2 separate regions of the Cricetulus griseus genome follow, and region 2 is linked to region 1. A link is a contact called in public Hi-C data. All regions are on one chromosome and are shown on one strand. Each heading gives the region's core, a stretch centred on a gene start, on an enhancer-like site or on the middle of the called end of the contact. The rest is flanking DNA. Distances are from core to core; before and after follow the strand shown. Region 1 has its middle 220 kb from the start of Slc30a10. Region 2 has its middle 110 kb from the start of Slc30a10.

What was found. A called contact is a pair of places that touch in the nucleus more often than the background predicts.
Region 2: a Hi-C map of fibroblasts shows a contact between it and region 1, with 3 times the contacts expected there. The contact joins two enhancer-like sites. A contact is called at or near these places in 2 of 8 Hi-C or Micro-C datasets (the CHO-K1 cell line and fibroblasts).

Annotation. Positions count from the first base shown.
Region 1 is chr5:9,048,653-9,053,730 of CriGri-PICRH-1.0, forward strand. No RefSeq gene overlaps it. Among named protein-coding and RNA genes, the nearest start is that of Slc30a10, 220 kb to the right of the region's middle. Within about 2 kb of position 3,084, at least 3 of the 6 cell types and tissues checked have open chromatin away from gene starts, as enhancers often do. A contact at or near this core is called in fibroblasts, where this site is marked.
Region 2 is chr5:9,158,143-9,163,220 of CriGri-PICRH-1.0, forward strand. No RefSeq gene overlaps it. Among named protein-coding and RNA genes, the nearest start is that of Slc30a10, 110 kb to the right of the region's middle. Within about 2 kb of position 2,054, at least 1 of the 6 cell types and tissues checked has open chromatin away from gene starts, as enhancers often do. A contact at or near this core is called in fibroblasts, where this site is marked.

The DNA.
Region 1 (5,078 bases), core at 1,834-4,333:
TAGCCACCCCAGAGACGTGGACACGGGAAAGCTCCCATCAACCTGTGCTGACTCACAGCTGTGTCTCTGCCCATCTGTTTTTCTTTCCATCTGCCTGTTGACCTCACAGGACATATGATGAATGGCCTTTACTGTGAGGTTTCTCTAAACACCGTCCATAAACAACAACCAGTCCCCCCTTCTGGGGTTGCTTCTGCCTTCAGCATAACACTGGTCCTCCAAACCAGGCCCATGAACACCCTCCAACAGAAATGTCCAAGGTACTTATTGTTGCTGCAGAATCGCAGGCTCCATCCACCCAGAGTTCCTAGGTCAGAAGCTCTGAAGCGGGGGCGTGGGTTTCCGCACGGACTGTAGAGTCTCCTGAGCTCCAACAGCTATGATCTCTTTGTCCACAGCCTTCTGAGTGAAAACAGTAGCGACGGATAATTATCAGCCCCTAATTCTGTGCCAAGTACTATTCCAAGCACTTCATACATGTACTGACTCATTTCATTTTCACAGAAACTTCCAGAGAGTAGAGTTATTTCCTCATTTAGACATTGATTATTGTCTCTACAATAGTCCTGTTAGGAAGCTTGCCTGATAGCACACAGCTAATCAATGGCAAAGCAAAGCCTCCAGGCAGTCTTTCCAGGTCATGTCTCTAGATTTAGTTTTCTCACCCTCAGACAACTCTTTGTCCTGCCTCCCATCCTAGGTTTTGAATTCACTAAGCATAAGAATTTTGCCTCTTTGGGCTAGGAAGATAGATGGTTCAGTAAGTAAAACACTTCCCACATAAGTGTGAGAACCTTGTCTACACACATGCCACACACACGCCATGGCAGACGACTGGCCACCCCCCACCCCAAGCTTCACACACACATATTCAAATGATTAAGGGAAATAATTTAGTGTCTTCAAATTGATAACTGTGTGCATGATATAGTCAATAACTGTTCACTAATATATTTAGTGTAAGGACTGAGAGATGGCTCAGTGGTAGCACACTTACTTACTTAGAAAGTGCAAGCCCCTGAGTTCATCCCCAGCACTGCAAAGATTTTAAACCAAGTCAGCAAAGACAGAAGATACTGCCATGTTTTAGATGTGGATAATATCTTCTTAAAAGTTTCTTCCTGTGTCTGTGTATATGTCACCTTTGAAGGTACCTAGGGAGACCAGAAGAGGATGTCGGATCCCTAGAGCTAGAGTCACTGGCAGTTGTAATCACCCTGATTTGGGGGTGCTGAGAACTGAGCCTAGGACCTCTGAAAGACCAGCAAGTACTCTTAACCACTGAGCCAGCCTGGATATCCAGCACCCTGGATAATACTATTTATTTAAAAAAAAAAAAAAGCTTATATTACAAAACAAATAAATAGTTCAACGCCTCGTGAAACACCAAACTCAATTGCATCTGCTCTTCATGAGCCATAAAAAAGACACAAATAAATGAGTTCAGCCCAGAAAGCCAAGTCGGTAACAGGCCTGAGAGCAGCAGGCCTGAGTCTCCAGAGAGCTTCTAGAAAATTTCAACCTCATTTTCATGTCCTTGACCTCAGTGTAACTTCAAAACCTAATACCATATCAGTGGACACAGAAGCACCTCAAGGACTGTCATCCCCCGTCGTCCTCTTTCTCATCTATCACCTAGAACCATCCCCCCAAGCTGCTTGGGAGAATCAAAATTTCAAAATCTGTGGAGAAAGACCCAGCTTTACCACAGGGTGGAGGCACAGGAGGGGCAGCCCTTCTCAAGGACAGAGGTGTTCATTCCTGTCACCCTGGTGTGTAAATAGGTAGCCTAAGGTCACTGGGAAGGTGGGGCTGGGGAGAGGACACAGAGGTTAAGAGCATTTGCTGCTCTTTCAGCGGATCTGAGTTCAGTTCCCAGCACACTGCCAGCTAGCAACCATCTGTAACCACCATCCCAGAAGGTCTGATACCCTCTTCTGGTCTCTGGGGACACAAGATACACACATGGTTCACAGACATGCACAAAGGCAAAATACTCATGCATATAAAAATAAAACAAATGTCATAAGTATGACCAGTCACTCCTAAGAAGAAAAAGAAAACCTCTGGCCTGAATGATAACCAGTCCACATGCTATTTACAGAGCTGACCCTAGTCTCCCCTTAGCCGAAAATTCAAATAAGAGCCAAAAGGCATCACACTGGCCACTCAGCTATAATTAGCATTATATTTACAGTCTATAATTACACATGTATCTATCTATACGTCTACCTATATATACATACACGTGTTTGGATTTTGTTGTTTTAATCCAGACTTTTATGTAGTGCTGCAAACCCAGGACCTCACACAATCTGCATTTGTTTAATATTATTGGCACATATGCCCAAATGGCCATAGTCCTCGGACATCTCTGCCATCGCCTGACCTCTGGAGTCCTCTAGGTTCTCACCCACGGGTCCTGTACAGGACGCCCGTGGACCAGTTCATTCCAGCCAGCACACACTGGTGACCCTAATGGGGTGTGGAGGAGCCGGTGGATTTCACATCTTCAACAATCAGGAGACCCCAGCAAAACAAACCTCTACTCCCCAGAAACAGACTGCCCTCTGCCTCCAGCCTTGTTAGGGAAACATTTTTCTCTTTTGTAGAGAAAATATATACATATCACCCTGCAAGAGCACGTGTCATCTAAACTGTTGGAGTGTCAGGGACAGTTTGCTGCCTGGGACTTGGAAGTTCGGAATAAACACTCAGAGAAAATAGAATGCAGACAGACAAGCTGTTGTGAGACACGCATGAAGCAGCATGCTGTGCAGAGCACAGTGCAGCAGCTTGCGATGCCAAGACAGCCCAGGCTTGTGGTTAGGTGGGCCACAACAGTCACAGAGTCGTCTGATGGGGCGAGCAGCAGGCTTGCCCATGCCTTTCAGCTCTGGAACATTAATCTCTTGTTTTCCATTTGCAAGACTCATCACGAAACTAGTGAAGGGGTGTGTAGCTCCCCTGTGTGTGCAGCAGAGCTCACTGAGCTGAAAGGAAGATTCGATGTGTTCCCTGTCCCCTTCTGTGAGTTGCTTCCACACTCTCCTGCCAAGGAACTCAATGGCTTTGTAAACAGCGGCAGGAAGACTGAGCCAGCCTGAGTCACCCCTGGTGTGGTTTGGACCTGCAAGGGGGAAGCACTCTGTGTTCATTCTGATGGCTTTGTTCAACCCCTCTAAGGGAGGCTTACCCCCAACCCTCAGAACCACCAACACAAAAGCATTTGTCTCTCACTTTAGGACTTTTCCTGGACCACTCAATACCCCTGGCTGAGGAACTCGTCTCTTCGTTCAGGGAAGCATCCCTCAGAGCCAAGCGCAGTTCTGTAAATGATTCATGCAGGACTGGAGATGAGTGGTAAGTGGGAGGCTGACCCAGAATCAGCTCTGAGCGCTGTCTTCCATCCCTGGCAGATCTGTGACTTGAAGATGCTCTTCCAGGGTGCTCACTGAGCAGCGCCTGGCTCCAAAGACAGTGTTTGACTGTGATCACTGTGATTTTACTTCTGGGGTTATTCTTTCAGTAAATGCAATGTGTTGGGGTGCAGGGCTGAGGCCCATGACGTGTGCCCTACAACGATAGGCTACAATTGTCACGCTAGATTAGTGGCTCTCAACCAGTGGGCCGTGGCCCCTTTGGGACTGAATGACCTTTTAACAAAGGTTGCATATCAGATACCCTGAATATCACATACTTATGTTATGGCTCATATCAGTTACAAGATCACAGTTCAGAAGTAGCGACAAAATAACCGTATGGTTGGGGTCACCACAACATGAGGAGCTGTGTTAAAGGGTCACAGCTTTAGGAAGGCTGAGAACCACTGCTGTAAATGGTTGAGGAGCTACAGTCTGGCCTTGGGCATCTTTTTCAATAATGGAAGCAGCTGTACAGGCCCAGCATTGAAAGCCTGGGATCCACCAGCCGTTGGCATCTCTAAACAATAGCCAGGGGAACTTGGCGCGGTGGTACAGCTCGGCCCAGTACAGACTCCAAGGTGGCCAGCTAGCGCCTCCCTGGCTTGTATTCCCGCGCAGTCCCATGCTAGTGGCCCTGAGATGGCACCTAGCTGAGGTGCAAACAGCAGTGAGGAAGCATCCCAGACCCGATGCCGGGCTTCAATGAAGCTGAGTGTACTGAATAAATGTAATGGGGCAGGGCGGGGCCGACCCTGACTGGCCAGTCCCCCTTGCCTCAGCCCTGGCCTTTGCCATGGGCCCCCAGCCCCAAACTCCTGGTTTGCGGCTTCTAGAGCCATGGCTAGGCTTCTCCTGGCCCCAGCCCCCACTAGGCCTGAGTTCCAGCTTAGTTTCAGTTGTTTCTATACCCTGTTAAAGCAGGAAGAGGAGCGAGCCCCAGCCAGTCAGGTTCAGGATGACCTAACCCCCTCCTGGCTGCTTATAAAAGGAGCCTGTGTGCTCCCCTGGAGTCCCAGCCATTTTGCTGGCTGGCTGGCAAACCTCAGAATGCTGGAATACACACGCTCTTGCTGATTGTATATGAGAGTGGTGGTCTCTGTTTTGTGGGGTGATCCGCAGACCCTAACAGAACTCAGGACTGGTACACCTGAATATTGTGCCAGCCAGTCAGCAAAATGTACTTGTCACATCTGCCTCATCTATAGATCCAAGATTTTCACCTAAAAAGGCCATTCAGGCACTCAGAAGGCAGAGGCAAGGGGATCTAGAATATGAGGCCAATCTGAGCTACAACCACTTCAAGGAAAGCCTGAGTTGTGTAGCAAAACACTGCCTCAAAGGGGGAAGGGGAAGGCTGGGGTACACTAAACTATCCTACAAACCCCCTGGGTTTGATCAAGACCACAAAGAAGGAAGGAGGGAAGGTGGGAAGGGATTGTACATTTATAAAATAAAGCTCCGTGCAAAACAAAACGTACCGCACTCCCAGTACCACCAATAGGAGCCCTAGTCAATAGTGGTCAGCATGGGCCTTGTTGCCCACATCAGAAAATGCTACCTCAGATGAGTCAGCTGTTCACCCTAAATCACAAGGCTTCACAGCACAGGGCCACACTTGGCCTGGAATTTCCCCACATCTGATGGGGGAGGTCC
Region 2 (5,078 bases), core at 804-3,303, 110 kb after region 1:
TGATAGATGATTGCTAGGCTATAGTCTAACTCCTTCCTTATAATAATAATAATAAAAAGCACACACACACACTAAAAACAAATGTCTTTAAAAGCAAAATAATCCTTAGTCTAAAAGTACTTTTAAAAACTACTTGTCAGAAAATAACTCACTTCCCTTAGCCTCCACATATTAAACGACAAACAATCTATCCAGTTAGAGGAAGATGACGACTAAGGAGGAGTTTGAGTGTGCCAACCCCTATTGTACACATAGAGGTCAAAGTGCATGTGCAGGGGACGGGATGTCAACACAGATCCCAAAACCTTAGGCACAGGACAGACTATAAAGGAGCCCTAGACAAAGCCACTGCTTAGCTCTGGGCCCCTATAACCTGCCCACCTGGCTACAGTTTTACTGGGTAGGGTCCACATCTTATCCAGCCACAGAATACGTGCTTGGCTGTCTCCTGTGTGAAGGCTACAGGCACATGGGTACCAGACTTCGACCTTGGTCTCAAAGCAAGTATTTGAGCAATGGCTACAAACAGCAGTAACTGTGACAATTGTGTTTTATTCTTCAGAGTTCTAACTTCAGATGGCTGCAAATGAGAAATGGGTGCCCTCCTCCCCCCCCACCCCGCCAACGCTGCAGCAGAAGAGCTATGAGCAACAAAAGACTACTTGCTGCCAGGAAAGCTGGCCAGCACTCAACGCTCTTCGTGAAGATGGTAGGAAACGGGGATGAACGTGTACTGAGTGGAAACAGAAGGCAAGGGAGAAACTTCATGGGGAGCTGGATGGCAATGTGTGTGTTGCAAAGAAAATTCATCTTAGAATCTAGGAGACCAGACTGAGTTCCTCCTGCGCTCCAAACCACCAGTGTGATCTTGAGAAGATCTTGTTGTCATGCAGGATCCCAGTCCCCTCCACTGCAGACAGCCACTCTCAGTTTCTAACTGGGTGTTGCCCTTTGGAGATAAAACATCTCAAACTGTTTCCGCTAGCTTGGACATGGCAAAATAAAATGACCTCTCCAGGTTTGAGAACAATTGTGCTTCTTCCACCAGCAATGCCTGCCCCTTCTTGAATATCTCTGATATCAGAGAACCCAACTGCAAAGTAAACTATACAACATTTCAAAACATGGTCATTAGAAAACTATCTGCAGGTCTAGCTAACTTCTCTCACACACTCGGTACCTGCTAGTCATCAGCCTAATCTCGGAGTCCTAGTCTCAGGGTCAAAGAGAATACAGCTAAAGCCTTGTTAGTGTAAAGGCTTTGCAAGTGGTTCAGGGCGTTTGTCAGCTTCCTGGGCACCTGGTGCTCACAGTCACCTTCAAGTCATCCTCTTCCAGTTCAAGGTTTAGGTCTTTCACCACCCAAGAACTCACTTCTCTCACGATCTCGTGTGTGTGTGTGTGTGTGTGTGTGTGTGTGTGTGTGTGTGTGTGTGTGTGTGTGTGTGCAGAGCAATTAGAGAAACAGGTCCAGGGTATAGACACTGAAGCAGACTACTTACATTCAAATCTGAACACTCCTTGTTAGAGCTGACATGACTTTGAACAAATGATGTTACCTTGGACAGGAACTCCTACTTCCTTCTTTCTCTCAAATTTCTCATCAAATTTGTATTAACTGAGTTAATAAACTCAAAACACATTAAAATAGCACCAAGCACAATGAGAGTGTTCATCAAATTATAGCTATCATTAGGATTGCTGTAATAACAGCTTCTCGAAATATAGCAAGGCAATCGCCTCTCTCATCCTTGGCATTTTATGTCTATTAATGACGCTGTGGGAATTTCCTGTTTAGTGTATTTGAAGTGTCCATAGTACAGGAAAGGAAACTCAATAAACTTCACATCCATTAAACTGACTGCTGGCTCAGATTTCTAAGTCATTTTCATCTCTCTAACTCACAAATCCATTTCTTTCATATTGTACTTAGAGGGCTAACCCAAGCTTATATTCAAATTCATGCTATTTCTTTATCAGAATCATGTCCTTCCCACTGGCTAAGATGGCTTACAATTTGTTGTGATCTCACACATTTGACATCGCTCCCAGTTTCAAGGCACCTACAAATTCCACAGCCTTGTTCTGGCCAATAGCTGAGTCATGATTAGCCAACAAAGATGAATAATTTGAAGGAAATAGAAACTCCCCAGGGAAGTAACACTCCAAAAACAATGTCTGATATTCTCAGAGGGATCAAAAACATTGCCTCCCTAAAAGAGGATCTGTGCCCTTTAAACAGAGAAAACATGGAGGAAACAGGCCAAGGGTTCCAGAAACTGACCTAGGGAAGCAGAGGTGATGAGTTAAGTGAGAAGAAGTTCATGGCTGGAGCAATGACTCAACAGTTAAGAGTATTTAATGCTCTTTGGGAAGACCCAAATTCAGCACCTAGTGCCCATTATCCATGGCTCCAGGATCAAATGCCCTCCTCTGATCTCCATGGGCACCAGGTATATATGTGGTACACATACATAATCTCAGGTTAAACTCTCATACAAATAAAAGTAAATTATTTTTTAATTATTATTTTCGAAAGAAGCTAGAGCTCTTCCAGATGAAATAGATCCAAAAGCCAGAGCCATGGAAAAGAGAGAAAAATATACTGGGAAACTTAAGATTCCATCAGAGGGGTTCAGTATCCAAACAGAGGTAAATTCAGAGAGGACACAGGAAACACGTGGCTAGAAACCAACCCATAGTCACCTAAAAAGAAAGGGAAGAGGCCTCCAAATAAGAAGAAAACCATTTCAGACTCGAAATGTCATTTCTATCAGACACCCTTCAAAATAGAGGGTAAGTTTGCCAAACCTTGCACATCTTTGTGAAATTTCAAAATACTGCAGATTAAAGGGTGTCCTTAAGACTTTCACAGAGGGGAAAGAACATGTAAAACTCAAGAATCCTACAATTAAGATTCCCATTAGTTGTACTGGAGACTAGAAGGTAATAGAACAATGCCTCTGAGTTTCTAAAGGAAAAGTGACCTTCAAATGCAGAATTCTCTACCCAGCTAAACTACCAACTGACAAGACAGAGTCCTGGGTCTCTTTTGCTAGAAAACAAGCCATCGTAAAGCTTGGTGGCTTTTAAAAACAAATTGTAATTTCTTTACATTCCATGAATCAGCTAAGTGGCCACTAGTCTGGTCTGGTTTGGCAAACTTTATAGTCAAGTCATCTTGGGCTCAATGGTGTAGGATGGCCTCACGCATACTCCAGAAGGCTATTCTTAAGTGGGAAGTGGGTGGTCCTGTGTTGTTACAATTTGTCTCTGCTCCACTTGGTCTCTTGTTTACCAGCAAACTAACCTTTCTCCCGTGGTGTTTGGGGCTTCCAAAAGAGAAGTGAAACAGTGCTCCCCAGTGGATAAGCATTTTCAATTACTACTTCTTTTTTGTCTAATGTGTTGCTACTGGCCAAAATCAGGCAATATAGTTAGGAACCACAAAACAAAAAAGGAAGTAATAGGGCTATTTTATGAACAAACTACAAGTAAACCAAAAACATTTTTAGAATCTATTCTCTTGAAAATAAGCATCCCATTTTCAATGTTTTCCAGAAGGTTCTATAGAAAGTGCCCCACCAAAACAAGACAGCAAAGTGTGGGTGTGGGAAGACTTAAGATCTGGAATCTAGAGAACAGGGAATCCATCACAAAGTAGAGCTCCCATAAATAAAATGTTTCGGAGCAAACAAGAGATCACTGCTGTGTAATAGCCCAGAAAGCAGCAGTTCAAACTGGAGCTGGCTGGAGTGAGTCAATACAGATTTCCCAAACAAGGTCCTCCAGTGAACAGGAAAGACATTTTGGACATTTGGGGATAAACGATTGTGGTTACATTGGTAAGACATAAATAGAAACTCAAGCAAACCAACATTAAGACAATTTCATTAAGCCCAGGGAAAACAAAGCATTGCATAAGAAAGGAGAAGTGTTTGTATTTGTCTCTATTCCAAGCCCAATCGTTCTGGTTTGCATTTGCCGCTATGCTTTGGAATTAGAATTTCAAATCAGTGAGAAACAAACTTTGTTTTTAATTATTGTTTTCATTCAGTCTGTCAGACCTTCCTCTCTGCCCAGCAGTAAATCCTGTAACACCCCAGGTGAACACCCCAACTTTCCTATTTTCAGTGACTAAGACTCAGACTCAAACTCTTATAACCCCAGGCTCACACTAGATTCAAAACTCACCCTCTCACTCTTGGTTTCTGTCTGTGCTCACACGATCTATGGCTCCAGGGACATGGGACAAAAAGAAAACACACTTTCATTGCAGCATTACCCTTTTCCTCCTTCTGGGGCTCTGATGCTTTAAGGGTAGGGATAAGAAAGGGAGATGAAGATACAGATAGACATTAGCTATGTCTTTATCTAACTGGAGTCATTGTAATCTTTTTTTCCAGCCACCTGTGACTGCCCACAAAGGTGAGGTGTGTGCCCAGTGTCCAAAGCTGACTCATGAGCTTTGATTATGACTCATGAGCATGGTACCTAGAGAAAACATTAGAATCCTACTCAACACATTTGACTAACGTAAGAAATCGGACCCTGGGTATACCTCTTCATATTTCTACTACATATGGCCCATCCCTCTTAACCTCATGATAACGGAGAGTCCTCATCCTGTAAGCAGTTCTCTAGGTCAAGCATCAAACAAAGGTTGGAGCCTAGTCACCTCCTTCTTGTAGACTCACTGAACCTAGCTGGTGCTCTCATAGGGCTTGGTAGAGCTGACCTCCCTTCTTTGGACCCTGAAGTTCCCCCTCTCTTTCCTCTCCCTTTCTCAGATTCAGGGAGCTCAACAAACCCAGTGCCTAGGGACTAAAAGACTATTCTTCTTACCCAGTGGGTATACCAAGTCTGCACAGGCGACTGACTGACTGGGGAATCCCTTTGTTTGATGTCATGGAAGCAAACGATACCACTGATATTTATAGAAAACCACTGGTTGGTCTTCTATGTTCACTGCAACCTGAGACACATAGGGTAAAACAGAGAATTTCCCTGAGAAGCTGCTGTAGAACTGACTGTTTTATGCTTTGTTTCAAAAAACAAAGCAAAACAAATTCTTTTTT